4 separate regions of the Mus musculus genome follow, and regions 1, 3 and 4 are each linked to region 2. The links are chromatin contacts, called in public Hi-C maps. All regions are on one chromosome and are shown on one strand. Each heading gives the region's core, a stretch centred on a gene start, on an enhancer-like site or on the middle of the called end of the contact. The rest is flanking DNA. Distances are from core to core; before and after follow the strand shown.

Evidence for each region. A called contact is a pair of places that touch in the nucleus more often than the background predicts.
Region 1: a Hi-C map of the G1E-ER4 cell line shows a contact between it and region 2, with 2.6 times the contacts expected there. The contact joins two enhancer-like sites. A contact is called at or near these places in 14 of 484 Hi-C or Micro-C datasets (the G1E-ER4 cell line, the HPC-7 cell line, LSK cells and 8 more), 4 of 115 datasets of contacts at active chromatin or transcription factors (bone marrow-derived macrophages and embryonic stem cells) and 5 of 9 other capture datasets (adipose tissue, embryonic stem cells, embryonic trunk and 2 more).
Region 3: a Hi-C map of uterus shows a contact between it and region 2, with 5 times the contacts expected there. The contact joins two enhancer-like sites. A contact is called at or near these places in 1 of 15 datasets of contacts at CTCF or cohesin (pro-B cells), 24 of 484 Hi-C or Micro-C datasets (the C2C12 cell line, the G1E-ER4 cell line, the HPC-7 cell line and 17 more), 14 of 115 datasets of contacts at active chromatin or transcription factors (DN3 thymocytes, the NIH/3T3 cell line, bone marrow-derived macrophages and 9 more) and 3 of 9 other capture datasets (embryonic stem cells, embryonic tail and embryonic trunk).
Region 4: a Hi-C map of the G1E-ER4 cell line shows a contact between it and region 2, with 2.0 times the contacts expected there. The contact joins two enhancer-like sites. A contact is called at or near these places in 4 of 39 promoter capture datasets (the HPC-7 cell line, cranial neural crest and embryonic stem cells), 1 of 15 datasets of contacts at CTCF or cohesin (the NIH/3T3 cell line) and 2 of 484 Hi-C or Micro-C datasets (the G1E-ER4 cell line and nephron progenitors).

Annotation. Positions count from the first base shown.
Region 1 is chr8:25,571,732-25,578,583 of GRCm38.p6, forward strand. It overlaps Fgfr1 (fibroblast growth factor receptor 1), which reads left to right. Exons shown (of 18, transcript NM_010206.3): 14 at 607-729; 15 at 988-1,058; 16 at 1,392-1,529; 17 at 1,815-1,920; 18 at 2,014-3,987. The coding sequence ends at 2,190. It overlaps Letm2 (leucine zipper-EF-hand containing transmembrane protein 2), which reads right to left. Exons shown (of 11, transcript NM_001364069.1): 11 at 6,759-6,852. Among named protein-coding and RNA genes, the nearest start is that of Gm16159, 19 kb to the left of the region's middle. Within about 2 kb of position 3,565, at least 52 of the 459 cell types and tissues checked have an H3K27ac peak or open chromatin away from gene starts, as enhancers often do. A contact at or near this core is called in the G1E-ER4 cell line, bone marrow-derived macrophages and uterus, where this site is marked.
Region 2 is chr8:25,438,300-25,445,265 of GRCm38.p6, forward strand. The region is part of intron 1 of Gm30978 (a long non-coding RNA gene); the gene reads right to left. Among named protein-coding and RNA genes, the nearest start is that of Gm30978, 12 kb to the right of the region's middle. RefSeq lists enhancers at 1,633-3,158, 1,889-3,804. Within about 2 kb of position 2,247, at least 152 of the 459 cell types and tissues checked have an H3K27ac peak or open chromatin away from gene starts, as enhancers often do. A contact at or near this core is called in the G1E-ER4 cell line, the N1E-115 cell line, the NIH/3T3 cell line and 9 more, where this site is marked.
Region 3 is chr8:25,273,570-25,280,408 of GRCm38.p6, forward strand. Gm39145 (a long non-coding RNA gene) reads left to right here. Exons shown (of 3, transcript XR_001778746.1): 2 at 872-1,014; 3 at 5,932-5,989. Among named protein-coding and RNA genes, the nearest start is that of Gm39145, 5.9 kb to the left of the region's middle. Within about 2 kb of position 1,677, at least 244 of the 459 cell types and tissues checked have an H3K27ac peak or open chromatin away from gene starts, as enhancers often do. A contact at or near this core is called in the G1E-ER4 cell line, the N1E-115 cell line, the NIH/3T3 cell line and 9 more, where this site is marked.
Region 4 is chr8:25,621,010-25,627,925 of GRCm38.p6, forward strand. It overlaps a transcript of Nsd3 not described here. Among named protein-coding and RNA genes, the nearest start is that of Gm24992, 7.5 kb to the right of the region's middle. Within about 2 kb of position 4,557, at least 29 of the 459 cell types and tissues checked have an H3K27ac peak or open chromatin away from gene starts, as enhancers often do. A contact at or near this core is called in the G1E-ER4 cell line, where this site is marked.

The sequences.
Region 1 (6,852 bases), core at 2,315-4,814, 130 kb after region 2:
CATCTACATGACGAGAGGCCTCAGATCCTGTTATAGATGGTTGTGAGCCACCACATGGGTGCCGGGAATTGAACTCAGGACCTCTGGAAGAGCCTCCAGACCACTCTCTTCTCTCCAGCCCCCATATTTCTTCAGATACAAAATAAGAGTACTTATTTCTACATAGTAGAATTATTGTGACGATAAAATTAACTATGTCTGTGAAAATTCTGAGCACGGCTTCAGTGCTTGAGCAGGCGTGCCCGGCCAGGGAGGGCGACGCTCAACCCACACACCTCACAGACCTATCATGGGCCCAGGTGGTCTGCTTTGGAGGTACGAATCTAAAAGCTAGAGGTTAGGATCAAGAAAAAAAGGCATAAAGGCAGGCTTGTTACAGTGACTGAGAAGGCTACAGTTGGAGGTGTCTGGAATTAAAGAATATTTGGGAGGGGTCGTCGAGAGGATCTGGGAAAATCTAGAGGGTATAGAGGTGTGAAGGCAGAAGACCCTCAAGGTAACACGGTCCCGCTGCCCGCTGTGGCAGTAAGTACTGGAGTAGAGGGGACTGGATGGGTAAGTGACAGTTCAGGGCTGTCATCTCCTCTGGTCTCCACCTCTCTGCAGTGTATACACCGAGACCTGGCTGCTAGGAACGTCCTGGTGACCGAGGATAACGTAATGAAGATCGCAGACTTTGGCTTAGCTCGAGACATTCATCATATCGACTACTACAAGAAAACCACCAACGTAAGTTTCTTGCTTGGCGCGGCGTGGGGCTCCACACCACTAGACTCGTGCCCACTTCGATCCTGCTTCGATGTCTTTGCTGTATTCGTGTGGGGTTGAGTGGTCTAACATAAAAGGGCTTGTAGGATGGGCTGTGGACTCGTGTCCCATGCCCTGGCTCCCACCTCCTTGTCAACTCACTGCCTGCGCCGTCATCTTCCGTTCACCCCGTGAGTCCTCTGTGTCATCCCGCCTATACACATCTGCTGCTGCTTGCAGGGCCGGCTGCCTGTGAAGTGGATGGCCCCTGAGGCGTTGTTTGACCGGATCTACACACACCAGAGCGATGTGTGAGTTTGAAATACACAGTTGCCTGGGATATGCAGGAGAAAGAATTCTAAGGGCCCTGCATGCTAAACTGGTGGGAATCTTATTCCATCACTGGGGCAGGGGTAGCATTGTCTTGTCCCATGAACAGTGTGCTTCCGGCTTCCTTGCATAGTATAGTCTCTTGCTGCCCTCTTGTCTCCTGTGCTCTGCCCCCCTGAACTTAAGGTCCCTGAAGAGGTGAGAAAGGTTCAAGATGCACACCTACTACTCTTAACTTCTTGAGGACTTGGGAAGGAACTCCTAGGGCAGCCTGACTCTGTGCTAAGCCACCGTGGAACCGTGTTCCCCTGTAGGTGGTCTTTTGGAGTGCTCTTGTGGGAGATCTTCACTCTGGGTGGCTCCCCATACCCCGGTGTGCCTGTGGAGGAACTTTTCAAGCTGCTGAAGGAGGGTCATCGAATGGACAAGCCCAGTAACTGTACCAATGAGCTGTAAGCATAGGCTAGAGGGGAAGGATGGGGGGTTAGTAGTCGGCACTGTTTGGATCCACCACTGGCAAGCTGGGTTGGATGTTGGGACAGCTTCCTCAGGTGATGGTGGCTTATTCGAGGTTCCTGAGGTCTCAAGCCTGGCTCTGAAGGAAGCAGGAGCATGGTGGGCAGGGGTTGAAAGGTCTCTTTGGGAGAAGTGGCCTCCCTGTCCATCCCTCCCCAAGCCCTCTGGTCCAGCTCTGCCCTGGTCCTTCCTCTCTCTCTAACCTCACCATCCTGCTTCAGGTACATGATGATGCGGGACTGCTGGCATGCAGTGCCCTCTCAGAGACCTACGTTCAAGCAGTTGGTGGAAGACCTGGACCGCATTGTGGCCTTGACCTCCAACCAGGTAGGGCTGTCCCCCGGGGTTGGAACTTGGGCCTCTGTCACATAGGCTCCTGGGAAGGTTTGGGTGCCACCCACCGATCCCTTTCTGTCACAGGAGTATCTGGACCTGTCCATACCGCTGGACCAGTACTCACCCAGCTTTCCCGACACACGGAGCTCCACCTGCTCCTCAGGGGAGGACTCTGTCTTCTCTCATGAGCCGTTACCTGAGGAGCCCTGTCTGCCTCGACACCCCACCCAGCTTGCCAACAGTGGACTCAAACGGCGCTGACTACCAACCCTGTCCCCAGTTTTCTCCCATTCCGTCGTCACCCGTGCCCCTCACCCACAATCCCCTTGTTGGACACACTGCCTTTCTCCTCCTCCTTTGCCGCTGGCAAGAGCCAGTGCCTGACTGAGGCCTTCCTGTGTTGTGGCCTTCCCCCTCCATCACCCCCAAGACCCCTCTTCTCCCTCTTCTTAGCCTGCTGTGTGAGAGAGGAGCCAAGAGGCAGGTGCTTGCCGACGGCCGCATCCTCCTTCCCAGGTGTTGGACCAAGACCCGCCCCGCTGCCTGGCACTGCTTGGAGGTGTGCAGAGCGGAAGCAAGTGGAGCATCCGGGGCATTCCTGTTGACCCATCAGCCCCTTCTGTTCTGGCGGCAGGGGCCTTGGGGCTCCTGGAAGCCGTGAGGTTTCTGTTTAGGCCTTAACCGAAGGCAACCTCTGCTCCAGATGGATGGTACCAGTAGCTTCTTAATTCCAATACTAATTTGCTTTGCTGACCAAATACCTGCCTGGTACCAGAAGACAGGGAGGCAGAGACTGGGAGCCGTGATGTGCCCTTGGGCTGAGCCCTAGACTTGGGGCTCTGTACATAGCTATGAAGAAAAACACAAAGTGTATAAATCTTGAGTATATATTTACATGTCTTTTTAAAAAGGGTCGTTACTAGAGATTTACCCATGGGGGAGACGCCCAGGGTAGCATCCGTTGCTATATATTAAAAACAAACGAACAGAAAGAAAAAAAAAAGGAAAATGTTTTTTAAAAGGTCATATATTTTTTTGCTACTTTTGCTGTTTTATTTTTTTAAATTATGTTTTAAACCTATTTTCAGTTTAGGTTTCCCTCAATAAAAAATTGCTGCTGCTTCATTTTTATCCTGGGCGTGTGAAAAGAGAGCAGGTGTCCAGCGCAGAGGAGGGAGACAGGGGGTAAAGGGCCATGAGCTGGTCTTCCCCCTGCCCCCCATGACCTCTGTCTCCTGGATTGTGCCCCAGACCTCCCAGCCAAGCCTTCTATCTCCCGATGCATTGGGAACAGCAGGAGAAGACTGAGGTCCTGAGGGCAGAGAGCCAAGCTCGCACACTTGATTGTTTCCTCGGAGGAGAGAGTGAGAGGATGAGGTTAGCCAGAGGGTAGAACTGGACAGAAACCCAAACCCTAGACCCTGTACATTCAGATGTCTTGTCTATCTTCCCCAACCTACTCCTCATATTCCTCTCCTGTAAATATCCTCCCCTTCCCTGTTGGTCTCTGTTACCCAGTTGGGTCTGTCCCTGAGCTTGGCTTCCTATAGTTTTTCCTTCACAAACTCCACCCATCCCTCAGGAAACAGAAAACGATCTCTTTGGTTGGGGTCAACTTGGCAACTCAATTCTGCCACCTGCTGGTTGCTTTGGTACCTTGGTCTCTTATTCAAACCCACACCACTCAAGCCTTAGAGGGTTTGTTTTTGTTTTTTGTTTGTTTGTTTGGTTGGTTGGTTGGTCTTTTTTTTCTGGGTCTGCTGAATACAAACCTGTTCAGTATGATTTCATCTGTAGGGGTTAGGGCTGCTTCTTTAAATGCAGTTTTGGCAGCTGTGGTTTGGGTCATTGTCATAAGAGTTCTTATCGTTGTTTCTCTCTGTACACATGTAACTGTCAAAATATTATGAATGGTTTTTATGCTGAAAGAAGACATCATTTGGCAAAGAGGGCTAGGGAATGAATTTAGCACAAACTCATTTTCTTGGAGACCGTGTATCATAGTGGTTTTTTTTTTTTTTCTTTCTCTTGTTAAAACTGAACATTATTTCTGCCTCAGGTCTACTTGACTCACTGCTGTGTGGATGGAAGGAGAACACAGAAAGGGCTTAGTGTGACTCAAGGAGAGGAGCTAGGAACTGGAAGGAACTGAAGTCCCCTCTGTTACTATTCAGATTGCCCGCAGACGGCCCCTGGGACAGGGGTGGCTATCAAATAGAAAGTAGTGACATTGACATGAAGGGAAATGAAATGGCTATTTCACTTAGAGGACCAGATTAGGTCTCGTGGGAGGGGGAACCCAGCTTACAGAATGAAGATGTTACTGTCAGAGCACAGCATCTGTCTGGTTTCCTGGGGGTTAAAATATGGCCCAGGCATCAATCAATACTGCTTCCCCATCTTTTCTAATTGCCATAGGCTAAAGGCCATCAGTCCCCTGGCTCTGTTAATGTAATGTATCGATTTCAGGTAAGTAAGATTGAACATAGATGAAGTAAGAAATCGGCCTTAATGGTAATGAACTCTGTTTATCAACTGCCACTGGGTGGAGCCAGCAAGCTAAAATATCCTCCTACACACAGACAGTGTTAGGTTATACTGTCAGAGCCACTGTCCTCTGAAGTAACAGACCTACCTGCAAGCGGGAACTTTTGGCCTGGATATAGCATTGTCAGACTCTGGACATGACCAATATGTCTTGTACAGAATTGGACATGGCACAAGTGCAGGGCCATACTATTAAGTAGCAGCAACAACTATTACAATTCTGTGTAGAATGTGTGCTGTGTCTAATGTCGCTACAGGCGCATGTTAGAGCTTAAAACTGTACCCAATGAGCTTGTTAGCAGCTGTTAGCAGCTGGTAGAGCTTGGTTCCACCACATATGCAGGAAATAGCTGGGAGGGAGAATGGAGGGCTTTGAAGCAACATGGCATGTAGAAACCAAGAAGGGAGTAGACCAGCAAGAACCCTGAAGTTGGCTGGTCCTGGTAGTGAATGCCTGTAATCCCAGACTCAGAAGGCAGAGACCGGTAGATCTTGAGTTCAGGGACAACTTGGTCTACATCGTGAGTTCAGGGCCTGCTGAAGATGCACAGTGAGACTCTTGTCTAAAAGGAAATTAAACGAACCAGAACACACTGAAGTTATGAAGGACTCTGGAACTGGTTCCCTCTTGTTTGACACACAGCAGCATTCAGAATCTTTACTGCCTGCTGGGTACGTGCATGTCCTGGTGCACAGAAGCAATGCATTCAATTGCCGTGCTGTCGGAGGTTCCAGTGGTGTGCTGAAACTGGCTCTCTAAAGGAAAGTATGTGTGTCAGCCTGGGGTTATGGCCTAGTAACCCAAATTTTGAAAACAAAAGGTGATGGTCTTTAATCCTGAACTCAGGGGGCAGAAGCCAGTGGATCTCTTAAATTCAAGGCCAGCCTGGTCTATATATTGAGTTCTAGGTCAACCAAGATTGCATGGTGATACCCTGTCTCCAAAAAAGTAAAATGGGGGATGGGAGTGGGGTGGGTCGGGGCACAGGTGGAGTCCTCAATGGCCAGACTCCATGACTTAACTACTTCCATTTGCTCATTGAGAAGGCCAGAAGGAATCCACGTGCATCAGGGAGATGAGAGGATTAAGCCAGTTAAGTAGCTAATCCCTTTCCCATATTACACATCTATAGTATGCACTAAGTTTAAAAACCCACCACTTCCAGACGGAAGTTGTATTGTGAGATACCTTAGATTAGAGCAATGGCAGCTTCCCAGAGTGGTGTATGAACACAGCCTACAGAAGTCAGTTGATTAGCACACTGGGTGGGACTGGTCCTCCATGACTAGGGAGCATTTTGAGGAGGTACATGCTCTGGGCTGGGGTGTAGTCCAGTTGCTTGAATGATGATTAAGGAGTTCATTGGCTATGTGGTAGTGGCACACACCTATAATCCCAGCACTCCTGAGTTCAAGGCCTGGGAAGTGGGTGGAGATGTCTGTGTCTTGTTTGTTTCGAGATAGGGTCTCACTGTGTAGCTCTGGCTGTCCTGGAACTCACTCTGTAGACCAGCCTGGACTCCCAACTCACAAAGAGCCACCGGCCTCTCCTTCCAGAGTGCTTGAATTAAAGGTACGTGCCACCACGGTCTGGCATATAAGTGTTTTGTTTATATATGTGTGTGTGTGTGTGTGCACCATGAATGGTACCTGTGAAGTTCAGAAGAGGTTGCTGGATTCTGTAGAACTGGAGTTAGAAATTGGTCGTGGCGACCATGTGGGTGCTGGGAACCAGACACTGACCCTCTGCAGGATTTAGTGGTCTTCTGACGGGACAGTCCCTCCAGCATCACTATCTGTTTAACTTCTCTAAGAAGTTGTGCTTTCCTGGGAAGCACGTCCGTCCTGGTCCTCGGGCACGGTACTGTTCTACTGAGGAGTCCCTCTACAAAGGCCGGCCAGGTGCTCTTAAAGGTGGTTTGGGGAGTCTCCATGTTCTGGCTAACAATTCCAAGCCACAGGAGGCAGAGAGAGGTATTTAAGGTGCCAAGCTGACTCCATTGTGAAATATATTTCCTCTTAAAAGGTCCACATCCAATTGGGCCTGGTAACATAAAGTCTACATAATCCTAGCTACTTGGGAGATGCGGTGAGGGAGGCTGAAAATTCAAGGCTAGCCTGGGCAATTCCGATCTTACCTTGCCATTTACAAAAGTGAAAGAAAGGGCAGGGGAATACATACAGCTCAATGCCAGTGCTTGCCTAGAAACCACAGCCCCACCCCCACCCCTGCTCAGTCCCCTCCCCAAGTTCACACAAACAGGAAGCCATTCGAACACAACTTGGTGGGAGTGTCTTTATGCAACGTTTAGTAAGATGACAAAATTATACAGTAGAGATGGACTGTAATTAAGCTTCTCTAAATGGCCTGAACTT
Region 2 (6,966 bases), core at 997-3,496:
GAGCTTTGCAAGTGCTCACAAGACCATTAAAGGGAAGCCGGTGCCAGTATCTCTGTTTGTTGACTCATTGAAATATTCCATCTTGGGGCTATTGCCATTGAAAACATCTCCTCCCTCTGGAATCTTCTCTGCACCAAGTATATAATTGCTTCATTCATCTCTTCAGAGGAAGCTGTCACCGAGGTTACGCTGCCATCACCAGTGACTGGGCAAGATGACAACAAGCCCAGCCTTGCCCACTGAGATACCAAGGACCAAGTTCTTGTGGTGGTTAAGTCTTGGGTGTCTCTTCGACTCTGTGGGCTACATCCTTCTCTTTCTCCCAGCCCTGCCCCCATCCACCCTGCTCTCAAATGGAATCCAGCAGACAGGAGGGAATGGAAGTAGGACTTCCCATCTCGATCAGTGTTTAGGGAGATTTTCCACAGGACACAGCTCATGCCAATGAGAAAGATGGGTAATCCTGTAATGGGCCTTCTCTGTGTGTGTACTATCTTTACAACCTGACACTGGTCTTTTGAAGAAGGAGGAGAAGAAGAGGAGGAGGAGGAGGAGGAAGAAGAAGAAGAAGAAGAAGAAGAAGAAGAAGAAGAAGAAGAAGAAGAAGAAGAAGAAGAAGAAGAAGAAGAAGAAGAAGAGGAGGAGGAGGAGGAGGAGGAGGAGGAGGGGAGGGGGAGGAGGAGGAAGAGGAGGAAGAGGAGGAAGAGGAAGAAGAGGAAGAAGAGGAAGAAGAAGAAGAAGAAGAAGAGGAGGAGGAGGAGGAGGAGGGGAGGGGGAGGAGGAGGAAGAGGAAGAAGAGGAAGAAGAGGAAGAGGAAGAGGAGAAGGAAGAAGAGGAGGAGGAGGAGAAGGAGGAGGAGCCAAAGTTTATAGTGGCAAAGGAGAAACTTGAACCCAAGTAACTCCCACCAGTTAAATGTGGGCAAACAATTAAGGTTCTGAGTTTGGTCATGTGTCTCTATACTGGGAAGACTAACATAGTTTTCCTATAACCCAGAGGACTGCAAGACATGAAGTCAAGTCCTAAGTAAGACTGTGATATTCAAGTGTCAATGGGCTCCAGAGGACAAGTTTGTGCCTCCAGCATTACCTCAGTGCCTGGCACATGGCCTACCCTTGCTTGATGTTAGAATGGAATGAAGAAGTGTGTGTCCATCCCACACAAAACAAAGGGGAGTTTCCGGTGATCCAGATGGGCTGGGAGGAAGGGATAGTAATAGGGAAGAAAGCCATCAGGTGACAGCTCACTCGGGCTAAGGACTAAGCACAAATTTTGGGGGCAGGAATCGGGCAAGGAACCTCTAAGCTTAGCTAGATCAGTCAAATCCATTATCTTCTTAGGAGGAGAAACTTGGGACCCTCTTGTAAGAGGTTAAGACCAGGACTCATGACCTACGTGTAACAGCACACTTCAGTGAGGGCTGACCCAAACTTGCCCAGTAGGAGTAGACCTCATCATGGCATTCATCACTCCTGAGAATCGCCAATACAGTCTGGGCTTGGCTGATCTGAGAAGCAGAATTCAGGCAGGGTTTGGTTAGCGAGTGAGTAGGGGATTTATATTGCAGAGATTGGCATTCCTAGTTGATTTCTTTGATCGAGTAGTAAGTTGCACAAGGCTAGAGACTTTAACTGGATTCTTGAGTCCCTTGGCAGTTCCTACTGTGCTGGGTGCCTGGGGAACACTCTGAGGAAAAGAAGAAGGAAACAAGAGCACAGAGGAAGGTCAGAAAGTCCATGCTAGCCACCAGGATTATGAGCAACACACACGCGCACGCGCACACTGGCAAGCTGGCCCGCTAGGGTACCAATGCATCTTGGGGCGGGCAGAGAGCAACAGTTCAGGCAGGAAGGATTACACTCCGAAGCCACTTCTTCTGTTCCTGAGCAGCCTCAGATCCAAGCAGAAATCAAGCATGCACCACCGAATTGCAGAGCCTGTCAGCCTTACTCAGAAACACAGCAAGGCTGTAAATCAGGGATAGGAAGAAGCTGTCTCGAGGTTTTCCTGCCGGGCCAGACAGAGACACGGGACTGCCAGGGTTCCAGACTCGGAAAACCAAGTCTGTGGATGGGCTCTTTGGAGGCAGGAACTACGGAGGTCCTGAGCTGGGGTCCCACTGTCTCCTCCTAACCTGCCTCTTAGAAGCAGCCTCCCTTCCCCCGAAGGCTCCTAAGTGATGGATCTCCTGGGCCAAGCTGGCCAAGGCTAGTTACTCAATAGCTGCTGCTTTAGGCACTGCCTAAGAGGCTGTGAGACTGCGCAAGGGGAATTTTCCACTGCCAGGTTCCATTCAGCTCAGGCTACAGACTTGACTGTTTACAGAGAACAGGAAGGTGCAGCCACCCCCAGGGCACAGTCTAGGGTGGGATGTGAGGGTAGGTAACTGGGAGGTCTTGTGTGCCCTGGCCCTGGCTGCTGTCCCTGGAAGTGCTGGGGTTCTTAGGAGGCACTCACTGTACCAGGAGAGGAGCAGGGTGCAGAGGGTACGAGGGTACGGAAAGCCAGAGTGTGGCTGTCCTGCCTCCCTTTCCCTCCCTCCTTCCTTCAGATGCTCCCTTGACTGGGACTGGGAGATGCCCCGTGTGGGTGAGTGCTCCTCTTTCCTGGCGCTGCGCCTCCCTCCTCCCCGGAATTGCCCACGCTCAGCCTCAGCCGCTCTGCCATGCCCTCTGGGTAGTGTTTTTCATTCCAGGCTGGGGATCCGGTGGTGGGAAGCAGGTAGGAAGCCATGTTTAGCGGGGGAGGGGGGGGTGTTAATGAAAAATATATATATATTTAGTGCTTACAGAAAGCCAAATATTGGGTTAGAAGCCAGGAACGGAGAGGGGAACAAACCCAAAGCAAACAGCAGAGGGAAGAAATTCCTACTAAAACAAGCTCTCTATTCATTCCTCCGATCCCAGGTGCAGAGCCTGCAGGGAGAACTCAGACGAAATGTAGGACTTTAAGACCCAAGCTCAGATTCTACAACGCCCACGGGACTAAGAGGTGTGCAACCTCCCCGCACCCCCCCCAATGTGTCAGTATCTGGTTGGTCATAGCACCCCAAAGGTCAATAAGGTGGCTATAAAACCCCTCTGGGTGTGAGGAGGAAAAATAAACTAAACTAAACTGTTCCTCATTTGACCCTAAATGAGGAACACAACCTCGCTGATGGGAGTAGGATTGCGGTCTCACAGGTCATAGCAACCTATTCTTCTAGTTCAGCTTAAAGCAAGCAACTTCAGTAGTACTCATCTGTGTCGTGGAGGCTGAAAAGAATAGAGTCCTGTACTTAAGGCTGCCTCTTGCCCTCAGCTTGCTAAAGCTTGCTATGTCTCGGGCCCTTCACATAGCCAACTTCTAGGCTCTAAACTAGAAACCTCTCAACTCCAGGGATATGCTTCTAGAACCTTCTCAGATCACTTCTAAGATGACAGTTGACCTGAGGGGTGGCGGCCACACTCAGTCTGGCTGACTGGAAAGCTGGGCTGTGTGTTTCATTCCAGGCTGGGGACACCAGTGGAATGCTGACTGATTCCATAACAGGGAGAAGTCCAGGGGTAGATAAAGAGAGTGAGGAGATTAAAAAAAATCTCCTCAGCTTCCTGGACAGTCAACATGCAGAAGAGGTGGTCTCCGTTTTTAGAAGCAGTTGTATATCAGGGTAGTAAAGGACTAAATTCCGGATGACCAGAAGAAAGACTGTCTCCCTGTTGTATCTCTACATCTCTTGACTCTGCTCAACCCTTTCCTTAAGGGTCCCCCACCAAGCACAAGCTTCAGAATCTGGGTACCCCCACATTTATCTGGGTACCTCCACACTTACCAGGGCACAAACATCAACCTGAGGAACCCTGGGGCCTGCCATCTTGTAGGCTGACATGTTCTGGGCCTAGAGCAGTCCTGTCTGGTTGTTAATTCCCTACCCACCCCTGTCTCTCCAGGCTTTAGCTGTCACTGGCAGGGACTCCCAAACACCCACCTTTTGGGTAGGTATGAAACCAAAATCTTGAGAAGAAGACCTGCAGAGCTAGCCACTGACAAAATTGCCAAATAAGATGAATCCTCACGAACTGTCTCTTGTATTGCTTTAAGGTCTGTGGGTTGTGCTACCTTCCATCAGATTTTCAGAAACTAAAAGTTGTCCCTACGTGGATCTAATAAGTCACCTCCTATCTCCTGGATTTGCCCTTCCGGTCTTCTCATCACCTTTGCTGCCTTGTGGGCCCTGGGTATGCCTCACCAGGATTAGAGACTTCTCATCAGCGGGAACCCTAAATGACTCTTTCATCCCTTGCTTCCAGGCCTAGCCAGTGCATGGTTTCTAGAGTGTATCTGTCCAAAGTTGTCTCCCTCACTGCGTGCAATTTTGTACTAAATGTCTATCACTAAAGGACAGCAATCTGAATGCAATCTGGAGCATTCGAAGGGTTTCCAGACTCAAAGTTGACTTACTTGCTCCCATCTCCCTGGTCCCCAGTCCTAAGAACGGCATTCCATAAAAAGGCCGCTGGAGTTCCAGGTAAGGTAGAGAATCTCTCTCTACTCCTGCCACAAAGAAGTGGCGATGCTCAATACATGGCTGGGGTGAAAGGGAAGTTGAGCTCTCTGTGAGGCAAATGGAGGGCAAAGCCCAACACCACTACAGAGGCTGTGACAAGGGGCTTCTGGGCTCTGTGTTCCCAGAGAAAAGCCAGGCATAGAATCACGTTTGAAAAGAGGATGATGGCCGGGCGTGGTGGCGCACGCCTTTAATCCCAGCACGTGGGAGGCAGAGGCAGGCAGATTTCTGAGTTCGAGGCCAGCCTGGTCTACAAAGTGAGTTCCAGGACAGCCAGGGATATACAGAGAAACCCTGTCTCGAAAAAAACAAACAAACAAAACAAGAAAAGAAAGAAAGAGAGAGAGAGAGAAAGAAAGGAAGGAAGAAAGAAAGAGAGAAAGAAAGAAAAGAAGGAAAAGAGAGTGACGGGTTAAACACCAAGAGCCTTCTGGAGAAAGATAATGCACTCTCTCTGTCTGTCTCTCTGTCTCTGTCTCTCTCTTTCTTCAAAACAGGGTTTCTCTGTGTAGCTCTGGCTGTCCTGGAGCTCACTCTATGGACCAACCTGCTCTTGAACTCAGAGATCTCCCAGTCTCTGCCTCCAAAGTCCTGGGATCAAAGGCATGTGCTACCACCACCAGGCAAATGTTCCCATTCTTACTCTAGGTTGAGTGATGCCTCTCCAAAAAACTCTAGCCCCTGTCCGTTACCCAGGAACATTCATTCAGAGAAGCATCCAGGCATTCATTTATGACTAGTGTACATTTTAAATATGTCCATTGTACATTCATAGAAACGTTTACTCTTCAAAACAAAAAAGGTTTCCCGGGAGACAGGAGGCCGGAGGAAGATGCAGCGTTGAGATTCTGTGAGCTGGGTAGGATGAGCTAAGAGGGTGAGAGGATCACAGCCTCACAAGGAGGAAGCCACCCACAAGCTCCACTTCCAGATGGGCACTAGTCTAGCACAGGATGCAGATCCGTGAAACAACATAGGGCTTTATTTCCTGGAATGAGAGGTTAGGAGAGCTTCCAAATAGAAGCAGCCACAAAACTACCAACTGCACCTTGAAGAGAAAAAAGAAAATACATAAACACACACACACCATACACAACACACACATACGCACACACAAACATGCACACACATTGAGTGTATGTGGGGAGAACTGCCTTTCAAGGTCTACAAATCAAAATTCCAAAATACACACAATGAAGACATCGAACGCTTCCTCGTTAGAGGGTGGTAAAATCATCCACGTGGAGTCTAGCTGACAATGGTTTACAGAATAGTGTAGAAAAGACCTTCACACACATTTCTATCTACACAGCACCAATACATAGGAAAGGCAGAATAACTGCTGAAAATGTATAAGAAATATTAAATGGAAACGGTAGAAATGGACCTCGTGGAAAATGTAAAGGGAGAGGGGGCTGCAAACCCAAGAACCCATTGGAAATCTGAGCTGTAAAAATAATCAGTGGTTTTCTTAAAGGTCAGCCTTCAGGTTAAACTCTAGACTGTATGCAACCAAAGACAGAAAAACATTGATAAATCTATCAATTGGAAGACATCATGGAAAAATTCACTCAAAAGACAAATGGAGCACAAAGAAGCCACGAGGGTTCAGGGTGAAAGACGGGCTATGGCATTAAGTGTGCATTGAGAGATTCAGACTCTCACCCTGTCCCCCGCCGACCCCTTCCAAAAAAGATTTAGAAGCCAGGAAGTGTGGTGACTGCCTCTAGTCCCAGCACTCTGGAAGCAGAAGCAGGTGGAATCTCTGTGAGTTCAAGGCCAGCCTGGTCTACAGTCTGAGTCCCAGAACAGCCAGGGCTACACAGAGAAACCCTGTCTCAAAAAAAAAAGAAAAGAAAAGAAAAGAAAAGAAAAGAAAAGAAAAGAAAAGAAAAGAAAAGAAAAGAAAAGCCTGTCTCGAAAAACAAAAAAAAAAAGAAAGAGAGAGAGAGAGAGAGAGAGAGAGAGAGAGAGAGAGGAAGGAAGGGAGAAAGAGAGAAAGAAATTGAGTCCAAGGAAGACTCTAGAAGGAGAAAAAGGTAAAAATAGCCACAAGGTTGTTTTTTGATAAATTTGGTTTTTGTTTATCTGGGTGTTTTGTTTATCTGTTGTTTGTCTGTTCACTTTTAGCTTCTCAATTCTTTTACTTTTGTGTGCAGATTTATTTCGGTGGCAAACTGGAGATCAGAGTTACTGACCTCCCAGAGCAAGCAGCAGGTATCCTGGGCAGACATGGGTTATGGAGCGTCTGGCTTCTATGGTATAGCTAATCACCCTCCAGGCTATAACGCAAGTGAGTTATCTGTAGAGATACCCTGCCTTTCACTGGTATCTTGACGATAACAGCAACTTCCTGATTCCCTGGACCAAGGACAGTGTAATCTGAAAGTTAGGTTCTCCTTCCCAACTTCCTCGGCAAT
Region 3 (6,839 bases), core at 427-2,926, 170 kb before region 2:
CTAAATTATATTTTAAAACTTGAGGATTCAACTAAATTATATAAAACAGTTCCTTTTTTAAAAAAGGGGATTTATTTATTTTATTTATATGAGTATACTGTAGCTGTCTTCAGACACACCAGACGAGTGCATTGGATTACATTACAGATGGTTGTGAGCCACCATGTGGTTGCTGGGAATTGAACTCTGGACTTTGGAAGAGCAGCAGTCAGTGAGTGCTCTTAACCTCTGAGCCATCTCTCCAGCCCTATAAAACAGTTCTTTTGTGTTTTTGTTGTTTGCTTGTTTGTTTTTCCTAAGAATTGAACCTGGGCCTCATTTATGCTACATATATACTAATTTAAGCTACATCCCTTAATGTCCTCAGCTTTAGTGTTCTGTAACCATCTGGCTCTTGGGGGGCTGTTTGGTTGTTTGGTTGGTTTTGGTTTGGCTTTAGTTTTGGTTTTAGTTTTTCGAGACAGAGTTTCTCTGTGTAGTACTGGAACCTACTTTGTAGACCAGGCTAGCCTCAAGCTCAGACATCTTGCCTCTGCCTCCCCAGTGCCTGGACCAAACGTCTGCATAGACCACCATTACCCAGTTCCAGATGGCCGAGAAGATAAAGGATTGACGTGTTTCAAGTATTCGACCGGTTACAAATTGTTTCAAAACGTTCCTCATTCTGTGTACGTGGCTGCAGATACTCCTTTAACCCCTGGGCATCTGCGGAGCGTGAACAGGGAGGATGGCCAGAACTCCAGGACATCACCCTTTGTTCAGCCCACTGCATAGATGTTATCTGAGAAGGAGCCCTGGGTGCATTAATCTGTTTGTCCTCTTACCCAAGCGCGTCAGCCATGTGACCCTGTGTTTGTCTCAACTTTGGCAGACCACAACCCACAACAGTGACGCATGCGGATGAGGTGGTAGAGAAGCATCTGCCTGGAGTCTGAACAAGATGAGTAAACACCGATGCCTGTGAGCCTCCGAATCCCACGGCCCAGGGTGTGGCCTCTATGGCCTTGGCCAAAGGTAACTCAGTAAGGTCAGCCTCTCCTCTCGCCAAGGACTTCTTTGCTGCCAGACCTTCCGAGCCTACTCAGAACACCTGAGAATGATGCCCACCTCCCCACCCCCAATTGTCTGTATCCTGTGGCTTTCTGTGTGGTTTAAAACAGTCAGCCCACCCTGTATCTCATTAGGGTTTGTTTTGAAGCAGGATCTCAAACTAGAGACCCTTCTGGCTCCCAGCACGAGGTGTCAGGACCACAGGCAGGAGCTACTGTAGACGTGCCAGTGTGTATTATGCACCGCTCGCTCCTACCTTTCTTTACCCGCCACACTTTCTGCCATATTCACAGGGTGTTAGGAGCCTTTTGGCAATGATCAGACACTCGTGACCATAACATTTCAGGGCTGCAAATGACCCAGGCCTTTGTGCTTGCTCACTGCCTACTCCCTCGAGAGGTCCCGAGGACCACTGATGCAGAGGTGCCTCATTAGTCACTGGGAGCCAGTAGACCAGCTGGAACTGAAAACAGACTCTTCCAAGAAAAGCCTGGGTTTTCCCCTTAGGCGTGCTGGGGTGCAGAGGAGGCCCACAGGACCTAGCGACCGCCTTAGCATTCCAGCCCGCTGGACAGGCACGCATTTCTTCCTCAAGAGGGCGCCGGCTGCCTGCGTCTAAGCTGTTGGCAAATGGATTCAGAGGACGGGAGTGACCTCTGGCCCAAGCACAGGGTTTCAAAAGCACCGGGGACATTCCAGCCACATCAAGATTGGGATACCAGTTCCGTAGATCCCATAAGTTCCGTGTTTCTGGACAGTTGAGGACTCTTTGCTTTAGCATCTTTCAGGAAGTTGAGACCTTTTCAGCCTCTGCGCGGTCGGCGTTTTGGACTTAGATGAGGAGGGGATCCTTTTCGGAGGAGCACAGCAGCCTCGCCCTGCACCCCGACAAGGACGTGCCAGGGCTCACCCCGCCTCTCCTTCAACGCTAGGATGGGTGGAGATCCGTCGTCCAGTGATGTAAGGGAGACTCTTGTGGCCCTCAAAAACTCGGAAACCAAGCTGGAAGGCTATTTCTGAGCATACCCCAGACCCAAGACAGAATTCGTGAATGTTCTACACAGGATATCACGATTTCTGTCCTGTAAACTTTTCTTCCAGGGAATTTTTTTTTCTCTTATTTGTTTTATCATCTCCAAATGGTGATCGTTTGAGAATTATGTGGTGTTTATCCTCCTGGCTATAAACTCTAAACCAGTGCAGGGGCTCCACCCCCCACTCCACCCCCCCCAGCCTGCATAGTTCCTATTTCTCAGGAGCCATTTATCTCCCTTTTATTGTTGTTTTCTTCATTGGCTTCCCCCTCAGCCAGACAGGCTTAATAACTGGCAGTCATCACGTACAGCAGAGTGGTGGCAGCCACCCCCGCAAAGGGGACCCAGTCGTTTCCCAGAGCCAGAATGCTCTGTAGCCACGGCCTCTATTGTTTTCTTAGCAGACTCCGGTTTTGTTTCTTGGCTCTCCTTGAATGAAGAAACTCTTAAAACATCATGTGTCTGCCTTGCTTTGTGTAGGAAAGCGCCGTAAACAGGAAGTCTACACACACACACACCCCTCCCAAAATAAAAGTGACCAGGCAATTAGGGCTTCTAGCATGACTTAACCCCCACTGCCCAGGCACCTTGGGGGGAAAGCTGGACTCCATTAATCAGGCCAAAGCACAGCTACAGGGAGGCCTGCCGGCAGCCAGAGAGGAGAGTGGGTGCCAAAGATCTGCCAAGAGAGGAAGAACAATATGGCCCACAGGCCTGCGTGAAAACCATCTCAGCCAAGTTGCAAAGAACGCATGACAATCTTTTGCATTGTCCTAGAGTGGCCTGAGAGGCCTCACTGGGAGCAGAGAGCTCAGTTGCCTAGCATTCCAGCCCTGGCACTTGGCTGCTTCTGCTGTTTTCAGGGCTGATTTGTAGTATGGGTACTGAGACTCCTACTACGTCGCCACACCAGCTTCTGAGAAACTTTATATCCTCAGTCATCAGCCAGTGTTGACTCAGTGTGGTTTCTCCCGGTCCATCCTGCCTAGGATGGAGTCTTACCTAAGTCAGCATCATAGACAACTAAGGAGGCAGGAGACTGGGGGGGTGCAACACCATGATAGAGCATGGTTTAGCATGCTGTGGTCCTGGGTTCCATCCTCAGTTACAAAAATGTAAGGAGGGAGGGAGGAAATAAAGAAACAGGTGGAATGGTACAATGATTTTTGAATTCTTAGGGAGAAGATAGAGAAACAGCGTGCGCCCAAGAAAGAGGTCTAGTGGAGTCTCTCTTCACAAGGAAACTCAGATTGGGCAGGAGCTTTCAACAACAAAGGATGCAGGAGGATAGTGCAATAGTTCTCAAGTCGGAAGGACAAAAAGACATTTTTAGGACAGGTTCTAAGCACACCTGGGAATGCAACACATAGACCATTATGATTCGAAGTGGCTTCCTCTCCCAGGTCGATTCCTCTGGTCCACTTGATTCTGTTCCTGGTTAGACTGCCATAACAAGCCTATGCATAGAAACGGCTGGGTGATGTTCCCAGGGAAAGCTCTCAACCGGACACAGTGGCAGCTTTTTCCTGGACAGGTGGGAGAGGACTCTGGTGTCTGCGGGTGGGAAGCTACAAGGTATCAGCTCAGCTCTTTAGGAAGCTACAATGTATCAGCTCAGCTCTGGCCTGACCCCCTCCGCTAGAGATGCTGCAGGAGCAAGGCTTTCCAACAGGTGGCGCTCTAGCAGTCAGAGCAAAGAGTCAGATGTTGACTAGACACCTGGCCTAAGGCTTCTAGCTAAGCGAAGACTCACCTTCTAGAAGCACTGTTGCTGTCTGTACTCTGGGTTCCCATAAGAACCCAGCTTGTAGGAAGGAGCCGTTGAATGGACACAGGCATCTTTAATCCAGCCTTTGAGTTGCTTCTTCATTTCTCATAAGCCATCCCGGGGGTCTAGAAACCAAACACGAGGATTAGACAATGAGAACACTTACATAGTGGGAACAGGCACACTATGCTAAGATAAGAGAATGCCCCAGGCAAACTCTCCTGTCCCAGATAAACTAATTCTTCCCATTGGCCCCCCTCATTGGCCTGGGCGGGAAGTAACCCCATTACTGGGAATGTTTGTCATCTATCTAGGCTGCAACTGACATAGTGTAACATGTTAAAGCAGGCAAGGTGGGGTTATCCGTTCTGTGCAGCTACACTGTTGTAGCCTAATTTGAAAGATGTCTAAACAGGCAAAGCTGAAATCACAACAGGGCATGAAATCATCCCTTCCTCAAAGCTGAACCTTTGTATAAAGTTATGGCACTTGGTTTGATGGTATCTCCTAGTACTTCTGTGTTTGTTTGGTGCTGGGGATGGAACGCACAGCCTTATTTATTCTAAGCACACACTGAGCTGCACACATTGCTTCTGCCTTTCCACTTTCTATCACCCACCACACCATAAACTCTTTTGAGTAGGAGCTGTAATACACACATGCACACACACACAGACACACACACAGACACACACACAGACACATGCACATGCACACATGCACATACACATTATCTTGTTACTGAATTCTGCAGTAAGGATGATTGCATCGAAGTGAATATAACTGCAATTTGCAATAGGAGTTTATGTGGGGAGCAATCTGGGTAGGCTAGATTTTGGGAGAGGGGGGCTTCCATGGAGATGCAAGAGGCAACCAATATACAACGAGAATACTGCTGTTCTTTTTGGTCTTTCTATTCTTTTTGAAAGTAATGATTAAAGATACCACTTAAGCATTACAAATGTATACCTATTCCTTATAGAAAATATATCAAATGAAAAATATTATAAGCAGAGTATGGTGGCAGGAGCCTGTAATGCCAGCACTTGTGAGACAGGCAGAAGTGGCATGAATCTGAAGCCAGCATGGGCTACACAACAAGACCAATTCTTAAAACATTCAGAAAGGAGGAAAGAAAAATACAAAGAAGAAAATATAATTGCCAGGCAGTTTGATTCCCAGAAGCACACAAAACACAGATCATGAACTATATACTAAGTGCTTCCGAGTCACAGATCAGTAAGAGAAGGAGTCAGGAAGGACTTGTAGATTTGAGATGACCTCTCTAAGTGACATCAGAGCTGGGACCTAAACAATGAACAGAGTTAGATGGGTGAAAAGAAAGAATATAATGTGAAAGTATGTGTTAAAGGGCCTGTCTGTCTGGGTCTGTCTGTCTGTCTCAGTGCTGGGGTGGAAACCCAGCTCCTCATTTATGCTCACCAAGTGCTGTGTCACTGGGACACGCCCTCAGCTCGCAGGATATGTTTTTTAAAAAGGTAATTCATGATTCTTATACAGATGTAACAGGACCATCTGCCAGAGGTTTTATTTAATGCATCAATTTATGAGAAAAACAGTACAATATGATGACTGAGTCGGAGGACAACTGAAAGCACCACACCTCTTGAGGTCCATCACCAAGTGAATATATCATGCCAAGTTAGGTGTTGGAAGGCTGGACGTCCCTCCACCGGACAGAGTTGGGGTATGGGAAACAACAGTTTGTGTTACTCTCAGGTACCAGAAACTCACAGGGTTGAAAATCAGCTCAGGAAATAAATGATGGAGAGGGAGGGACACGTCCAGCACATCAAAATAGCCTCCCATTTCATCTTCCATTTCAAGGCTTGTCCCAGTTTCTCCTGACATGTCTTTGGGAAGAAAATTTTAGTAGAACTCAAAGAATACAAGTGTGTTAACGTATCATGAGCCAGGAAAAGAATGGACTGAGTTGGGCATCATTCACAATTCTGGCTGGCTTTAAAAAAATCTTAATTAATTATTACTATTTATTATTGTTGTTAGTGTATGGAAGGCAGAGGACAACTCCATAGTTTGTACTCCTCCCACCTTTAGGTAGTTCCTGGGTTCGAGCGATGACTGTCAGTCTGGACTTGGGTGGCAAGTGCCTTTATACGGGTAAGCCATCTTGTCGGTCCTGGAGTCTTTTCCTTCCTTCTTTCCTCTAACATCCTCCCTGCCTTCTTTCTTCTTCTTTTGTTTCCCAAGAACCTCTTTAAGGTTCAGAGCAGAACTAAGAAGCCCTGCAGGGATTTCCCACATGCTCTGTGTTCCCAGGCTGCCCTCATCCCCACCAGCGTGGTATGTTTGTGACAACCGATGAGCCCAGATTCATACCCTGATTACCGACAGTCTGGGGCTCATGTGAGGGTTCATTCTTGAGCTTATAGTCCTGTGGGTTTTGACAAATATTTAACAGCACGCATCTGCCAAGCAGTGCCATACAGAACATCCCACTGCCCCAAAATGTTTGCTGTGCTTAGTGTATTCACACCTCTCTTCTTATTTCCTCATTGGACAGCATAGAAAGAGTATTTCTGCTACATGATCAAGCATCTTTTGAAGCATAATGTCCAATCTTTGCACTGTTTCTTTGCAGTAAACACACACCATTGTATATTAACCCATCCCCTATTCTTGTCTATTTAAGCTGTTCCCACTTGAGATTCTTGCGTATCAAGTCTTTGATATCTATATCTATATCTATATCTATATCTATATCTATATCTATATCTATATCTATATCTATATCTATATCTATATCTATATCTATCTATCTATGACATTTCTAAAAGTGGGATGTCCAGGGCAAATATTATTCTAAAAATGTTAACAATTTCTGCTTTCAGGTTAAACAGAGGAAAAAATTCCAAGGTACTAACAGATAGGTCTCTGTGATGAGCCAGCAGGTCATGTGACCAATAGGGGTGAGTGGTGTAAGGCAAGAGCTGGGGGAGACACCC
Region 4 (6,916 bases), core at 3,307-5,806, 190 kb after region 2:
AAAGGGTAATTGACAGCAGTGGGTGCTCAGAATTATGGAGTCAAGTATTCTAGTGTTCTTTCTTGTGTAGATATTTGAGATCATGCTTACTTTACACACAAAAACATAGACACACACACACCTCTTTCCTATACTATTTAGTGTTGTGATGGAATGTAAATGTAGAATGCTCTGTTAGTGGAGGAGGACTTGACCTGGCTTAGAGCACATGTGATATGGCATTTTAAGGCCACTTGGAGTGTATTAACACCTGAATGGAATCATAAGACTGAGTGGTGGCTGAGAGAGAAAAGGTAACATGGTGGAGGGCAAATGGGACCCTGCAGGTCTCTGACTACATAGGCTGGTGCCACAGTATCAGGGGCTTCAGCTTTTTTGATTTGTTCTGAGGCATACAAAGGCTTATTAAGGTTAAATCCTGCTCTGTTTGTTTGTTTATTGAGATATGTGTATTTTGCCTGCATGTATGTATGTGTGCAGTATGTATGCCTTGTATGCACAGAGGCCAGAAGAGGGTATTTGATCCCTTGAAACAGGAGCTATGGTTGTAAGCTACCATGTGGATACTGGGAGCCCAACTATAGGCCTTTGCAAGAGCGACAAATGCTCTTAACCTCTGAGCCACATCTTTCCCGCCTAAGTTACATTTTTCCCCGTGTGGTAAAATACTATGACCAAAGGTAACTTATGGAGGTGTTTATTTTGGCTTAGTTCCAGAGGGCAAGCTGTCCCTGATGGTTGGGGAAGCATGGAGAGAAAACTGGGAAGCTGGTTGATGACATATCCCAGACAGGAAACAGAGAGAGCAAGCAGGAAGTGCGGCGAGGCTTTAATCCTCAGAGCCCTCTCTCTAGCAGTGCTCTCTACCCTGAGGTGCTACTGTACCCTCCTCTGATGCCACCAACTGGGGGCCAGTGTTGAAATACAAGAGCCTTGGGGGAACATTTCTTAGTCAAGCCACACATGTCTTTTTGCTTACTGTTTATGCTGTAAAGCATGGTCAGAGATGGATAATGCTGGAAATAGCACCATGAGTTAGGAAACATGTTCTGGTTAAGGTAAGGACTCTTCCAGCATAAGCAGTGAGTGAGTGGGAGGCAGTGGACAGACTTGGGAGAGCGAGCAGGAGGCACAGCCTGCGTTGACTGCAGCTTATCTTCTCACCTGTGGCCCTCACTGTCACACTCTAGTGAAAACTCAGACTGACTCAAGTACTTATTTGTCTTACATTGTCTTTGGGTTTTGTTTCTTTGAGACAGTATCTTACTATGTAATGCTGGCTGGCCTGAACTATCTGTGTAGACCACCATGTTCCTTTGACCTTGATCCTCAGCCTCCAGAAAGTGCTGTGATCATATGTAGCTGTCTCCAGACGCACCAGAAGAAGGCACTGGATCCCATCACACACGATTGTGAGCCACCATGTGGTTGCTGGGAATTGAACTCAGGTCCTCTGGAAAAGCAGTGTGTGCTTTTAACCATTGAGCCATCTATCTCCAGCTCCCAACAGAGGTTCTTACTAATGCCTAGAGAATGAAAAGCAGTCTGTTAGTATTCAAGCTCAGGAGGCAGAGGGAGGTGGATGTTTATGGGTTCAAGACCAGCTTGGTCTACATAGAGAGTTCAAGCCAGTCAGGCCACATAGTGAGACCCTATCCAACAAAACAAAGAGACAATGAAAATCAGAAAGAGGGAATCTTTTGCTCTTCCTAAATATTCTTGTTTTACCTTTTACAAGATTTTAAATTTTATTTTATTATTTTATGTGTATTTTGCCTGCTTGTGCATCTAGGTACCACATGAGTGTTGGGTGTCCAAGAAAGTAGTGAGCCACCATGTGGGTGATGGGAATCAAACCTGGGTCTTTCACATCACATGCTCTTATCACCTAGCCACCTCTTCAGCCTTTGTTTTACCTTTTATAATAGCTCTGTAGTCTACATGGTGTATCATTTATCTGTATGATGAGATGTCACCATTTATTCATTCATTCATTCATTCATTCATTCATTGAGATAGGGCCTCTCTGTGTAGCCTTGGCCATCCTAGAGCTTCTTGTGTAGACAAGGCTGGCCTCAAACTCACAGCTATCCTCCTGCCTCTGCCCCCTGAGTGCTGGAATTAACTGTGTGCCACTATGGCCAGTTCAGTGCTGCCTGTCTTCATCTACATGGTGAACAGTTGTTTCCACATCTTTCTTACCTGGCTGTCCCTTGCTCTGCTATGCTGCCTCAGTCCTGTTACTTGTACACAGGCAGACTCTGTGACTGTGTTCAGATATCGTTTTGTTCTAGCCCTTTCTGCTACTTCACCTTTTAATTACTGGACCTCAACGATAAATGTAAGAGATTTTGTTTTCAGCACATTTACCATGTACATTGAAACCAGCAATTCTTTGGATGGATAATATAAATTTTATTGTGAAATATACATACTTAATTTTTTAAAAGAAAAATGTGTCTAGTTGTGGGAGGTTTTTTGAGACATAATTCATGCTTATTAAAACTCATGCTTTTAAATTTTTAATTAATTTTTATTTTAGACAGGGTCTCACTATATAGCTGTAGTTAGCCTGGAACTCGTTATGTAGACCAGGCTGGCTTTGAACTCACAGAAGTCTTCTTATCTGCCTCTCCAGTCTCTCACAGAACAGACATCATCTTCTAAAGCATGCACTGTCATACCTGGCTAAAACTTCTCTTTCAAAGTGTACAGTGGGGTGACTTTTAGTATATTTACAGGCTGTACAACCATCATTTCTATATCTAGAGCATCAGTCAGGAGGCTCCAATTATTACACGTAAAATAAAAACTTAAAAAAAAAAACCTCTCTCAAAGTCTGAGGCCTAGTGCTGTGGTAGTCCAGCTATCTGAGACTGAGCTAGGGGGAGAGCTTGTGCTAGGATCAGGAAATCCTAGTTAGTTGGAACTTCACTAACTAGACATGATTTACATCTTTGAAAAGTGAGTAAAGTCACATGAAAATGTGAAGTGAATAACTTACAGGAATTCGTTCTCTCCTCTCCCCCAACCTGGATGGAACTCAGGTCAGGCTCGGCAGAGGACACCGTTATTGTCTGAGCCATCTTTCCAACCCAGCTCTTATTTTTGTTAATTTTTAATTGTTTATTTTTTGAAGATTTATTTATTTATTTTCTGTATATGAGTACACTGTAGCTGTACAGATGGTTGTGAGCCTTCATGTGGTTGTTGGGAATTGAATTTTTAGGACTTCCGCTCACTTCGGTCGGCCCTGCTTTCTCAGTTCCTGCTCTGTCCGGCCCAAAGATTTATTTATTACATATAAGTACACTGTAGCTGTCTTCAGACGTGCCAGAAAAGGGCATCTCATTATGGGTGGTTGTGAGCCACCATGTGGTTGCTGGGATTTGAACTCAGAACCTTCCAGAAGAGCAGTCAGTGCTCTTAACCCACTGAGCCATCTCTCCAGCCCCAGTTATTTATTTTTTTAAGCCAGTAGGTTTTGCACTTAAACTCAGAAATTAGTCATCAGCTTAGTTGGTTTTTTTGTTTTTTTTTGAAAGGCTACCTTGGAAAGTACCTTTAGTGAAGATCCACAGATAAGGCTACTAATACAGAATGTTAGTTCTCTTAGGAAAAGGCTGTAGTGCCTTTGTGGGATAATACTGTTTTATTACAATGATTGCTAGAAAGCCATTCAGGGAAAGTTTCCTATAAGTCAAAGCCTTTAATTTTCATTTAGCCTCAACCAAAATGATAGGCACTCGTTCATTCTCCCCTTCTTCCCTCCTCTCTGTCTCTCTCTGTCTTGTCTCATTGTGTGGCCCTGGCTGTCCTGGAACTCACTATGTAGACCAGACTGGTCCGGAACTCACAGAGATCCACCTTCCTCCTCCCAAGTGCTGGGATAAAAGTCTGTGCTACTAACTCTGGCTTGGTAGAAGTTCCTTTCAAACCATAAACTTTGATATCTCAAAATGTCTCAAAAAGCCACAGGAGCCGGGTGTGGTGGCACACGCCTTTAATCCTAGCACTCGGGAGGCAGAGGCAGGCGGATTTCTGAGTTCGAGGCCAGCCTGGTCTACAAAGTGAGTTCCAGGACAGCCAGGGCTATACAGAGAAACCCTGTCTCGGGGGGGGGGGGGGGGGAAAGCCACAGGAAAACTTAAAGATTACAAAGTGTCTGGAAAGAGAGAGTGCTGTTAGATAAAGGTTTAAATGCGTGTTTGCATTACCACAGGGTTCACACATTGAGAGAAAATGCCCAAGTTGTAATCAGAAACCAGATACTTGTACCCAGAGTTTTGTATATGCATATATAAAACGTCACTGAAAACAGTTCATTTTGTTTCTTGGCAAAATAGTAAATCTTATAATCTAGTGTTTGCTCTCTTGGGGCAGAATGATCAACAGACAAATAGAACAGCCACTGCCACTCGAAAATTTGTAGTTACCACAAAACATTTTCAAGGAGGATCTATTCTGTTTGAAAGATTGGTCTTCTACTGAAGTTACTGTGCCAAATTCCGGTATTGCCTTTCATCTCTGGGAAATAGATGAGATGCTTATCAATTCTAGCTGCTTTTTGTGAAGGTAAACATTATTATTCATTTCCTTCTTGGTGCTGCGGAGGTGTGGTCAGGTTCTTAGAATCCTGTGGGGTTTTATTATTTATTCTAAGAGCTCCATCACCATTTATAGCTTAATGGTAACACGTTAAACTCTGAGTAGAAACAACCTACAAGAGCCTCGAAGTGGGGGCTGAGGCAGGGGATCTAACAGAACTAAAAACCAAAAGACCATATGAGTTACAGAAGAAGAAGGTTAGCTTTTGGTGTAATTTGGACCGGTAGAACTTGACTTTCCCTTCTGTTGTTATTTATTAGCTGCTGGGTGGCTTCTAGTTTTAAAATAGGTATAAAGCAAAATAGCACACTTCCATTGTCCTAAACGCAGGTTTGTTACATTACCAAGTTAATTTTAAATTATGAAATCAAAGTGGGCAATACAAAAGTAGTGTATTACTGCTACTACTACTGCTACTACTCTCCTACTACAGGCTTTTCAAGACAGTTTCTCTGTGAAACCCTGGCTTCCCTGAAACACGTTCTGTAGACCAGGCTGGCCTTGAACTCAGAGATCTGCCAGCCTCTGCCTTACCCCCAACCCCTAGTGGTGGGATGAAAGGCCAGTGTCACTACACCTACCTTCAACATTTGTAATTTAGAGTTCTGGATTCACACTAATCATATCTGTACAGAGATTGAACACAGAACCCCAAAAGGATGGTAGCTCTGTGTACTTCAAAGATTTCACACGGTTTGTTTTTTAAAGGTGACTGTCCATTCTTTCAAGGCTAGATGTCGTCGGTTCAGTTGCTTTTTATTTTTGCCATAGTGGTGGCCAAATACTAAGATTGCCTGGTTTCTGAGGATCAGCGTAGTAGGTTCAATTCCATAAGCTGCACACATTCCATTCTTGTTGCTGTGGAAAGACTTTAGGACTAGATTTATTATAAACCTGGAGAAATGCTCTGTGAAACAGTTCATATGAAAAACATCTTGAATTTTTGTTTTTCCTGATAAAATAAAGGGCCTGTTCTGAGTAGTGTAGAGAATGTGTTAGCATTGGATACTTTAGTCATTATAGTGAGGTTATTTTAAATACACTGGATTATATCTGCTGGAGTAGTTCTCATGTTCTTGCTGATTCCATTGACTGACTGTGGAAACTGTTGTGAGTTTCAGTTCTATAGTACTAATAACAGGGTTTTAAAGTAGATGCATTTATACGATGGTTTTTAAGATGGTTTTTTGGTTATATTAACTTCTCTCTATAAGCTTTTTTTTTTTTTTTTTAAGGTGGGAGTCACCCTTTTATGGTCCTATCTTTTTTTTTTTTTTAATATTTATTTATTTATTTTATGTAAGTACACTGTAGCTGTCCTCAGACACTCCAGAAGAGGGTGTCAGATCTCATTACGGATGGTTGTGAGCCACCATGTGGTTGCTGGGATTTGAACTCCTGACCTTCGGAAGAGCAGTCGGGTGTTCTTACCCACTGAGCCATCTCACCAGCCCTCTATAAGCTTTTTATACCATATTAGAGGACTTAAAATTTAGGGAACTTTGGTTAGACTAAAAGGAATATTGGTGGTGGCAAGGTAAGCAGCTGTCAATCAAATTCATGGAAAGGCCTTCAACAGCTCTTTTTTTAAATTTCTTTTTAGGTTTATTTATTTAATATATATGAATGTTTTATGTATGTATATGTATGTGCACCATGTATATGCCTGGTGCCCAACGAGGTCAGAAGAGGATTGTAGGATCTCATGGAACTGGAGGTGAGGATGGTCTCAAACTCTGCTCATGTAGCGAGCAGTCCCTGGTTCATTTTCCAGCATCCACATGGTTCAGTTCTTTCACTCTAGCTGCAGAGATCTGATGCCCTCTTCTGGCTGCTTTGAGCACTGCATACGTGTTGTACACAGACGCACATGCAAGCAAAGCATTCACACACATAAAAGTAAATAGTAAAAGTAAGAAAGGTCGGTGGCTAATAGTGTGTATTACTCTTCTAGAGGACCTGAGTTTGATTCTCAGGACACACATTAGATAGTTTACAGTTGCTTGGATCCTCTGGCCTCCTCAAGCACCTCTACCACACACACACACACACACACACACACACACACACACTTAAAAAATAAATATTTAATAAGTGTTAAATAAATATTTTTATGTTGTGTGTGTGGATGTTTGTCTGCATGTGTGTCTACTTACCACATGTGTGTCAGTCACTAGGAAGCCAGTCAGGATACTCTGGAAGAGTAGCCAGTGCTCTTAACCACCGAGTTACTTTTCCAGACCCCAAAATACACAAATCTTAAGAAAACAAAATTCACATAAATAGATAGTTCAGTGTTTCTTCTAAG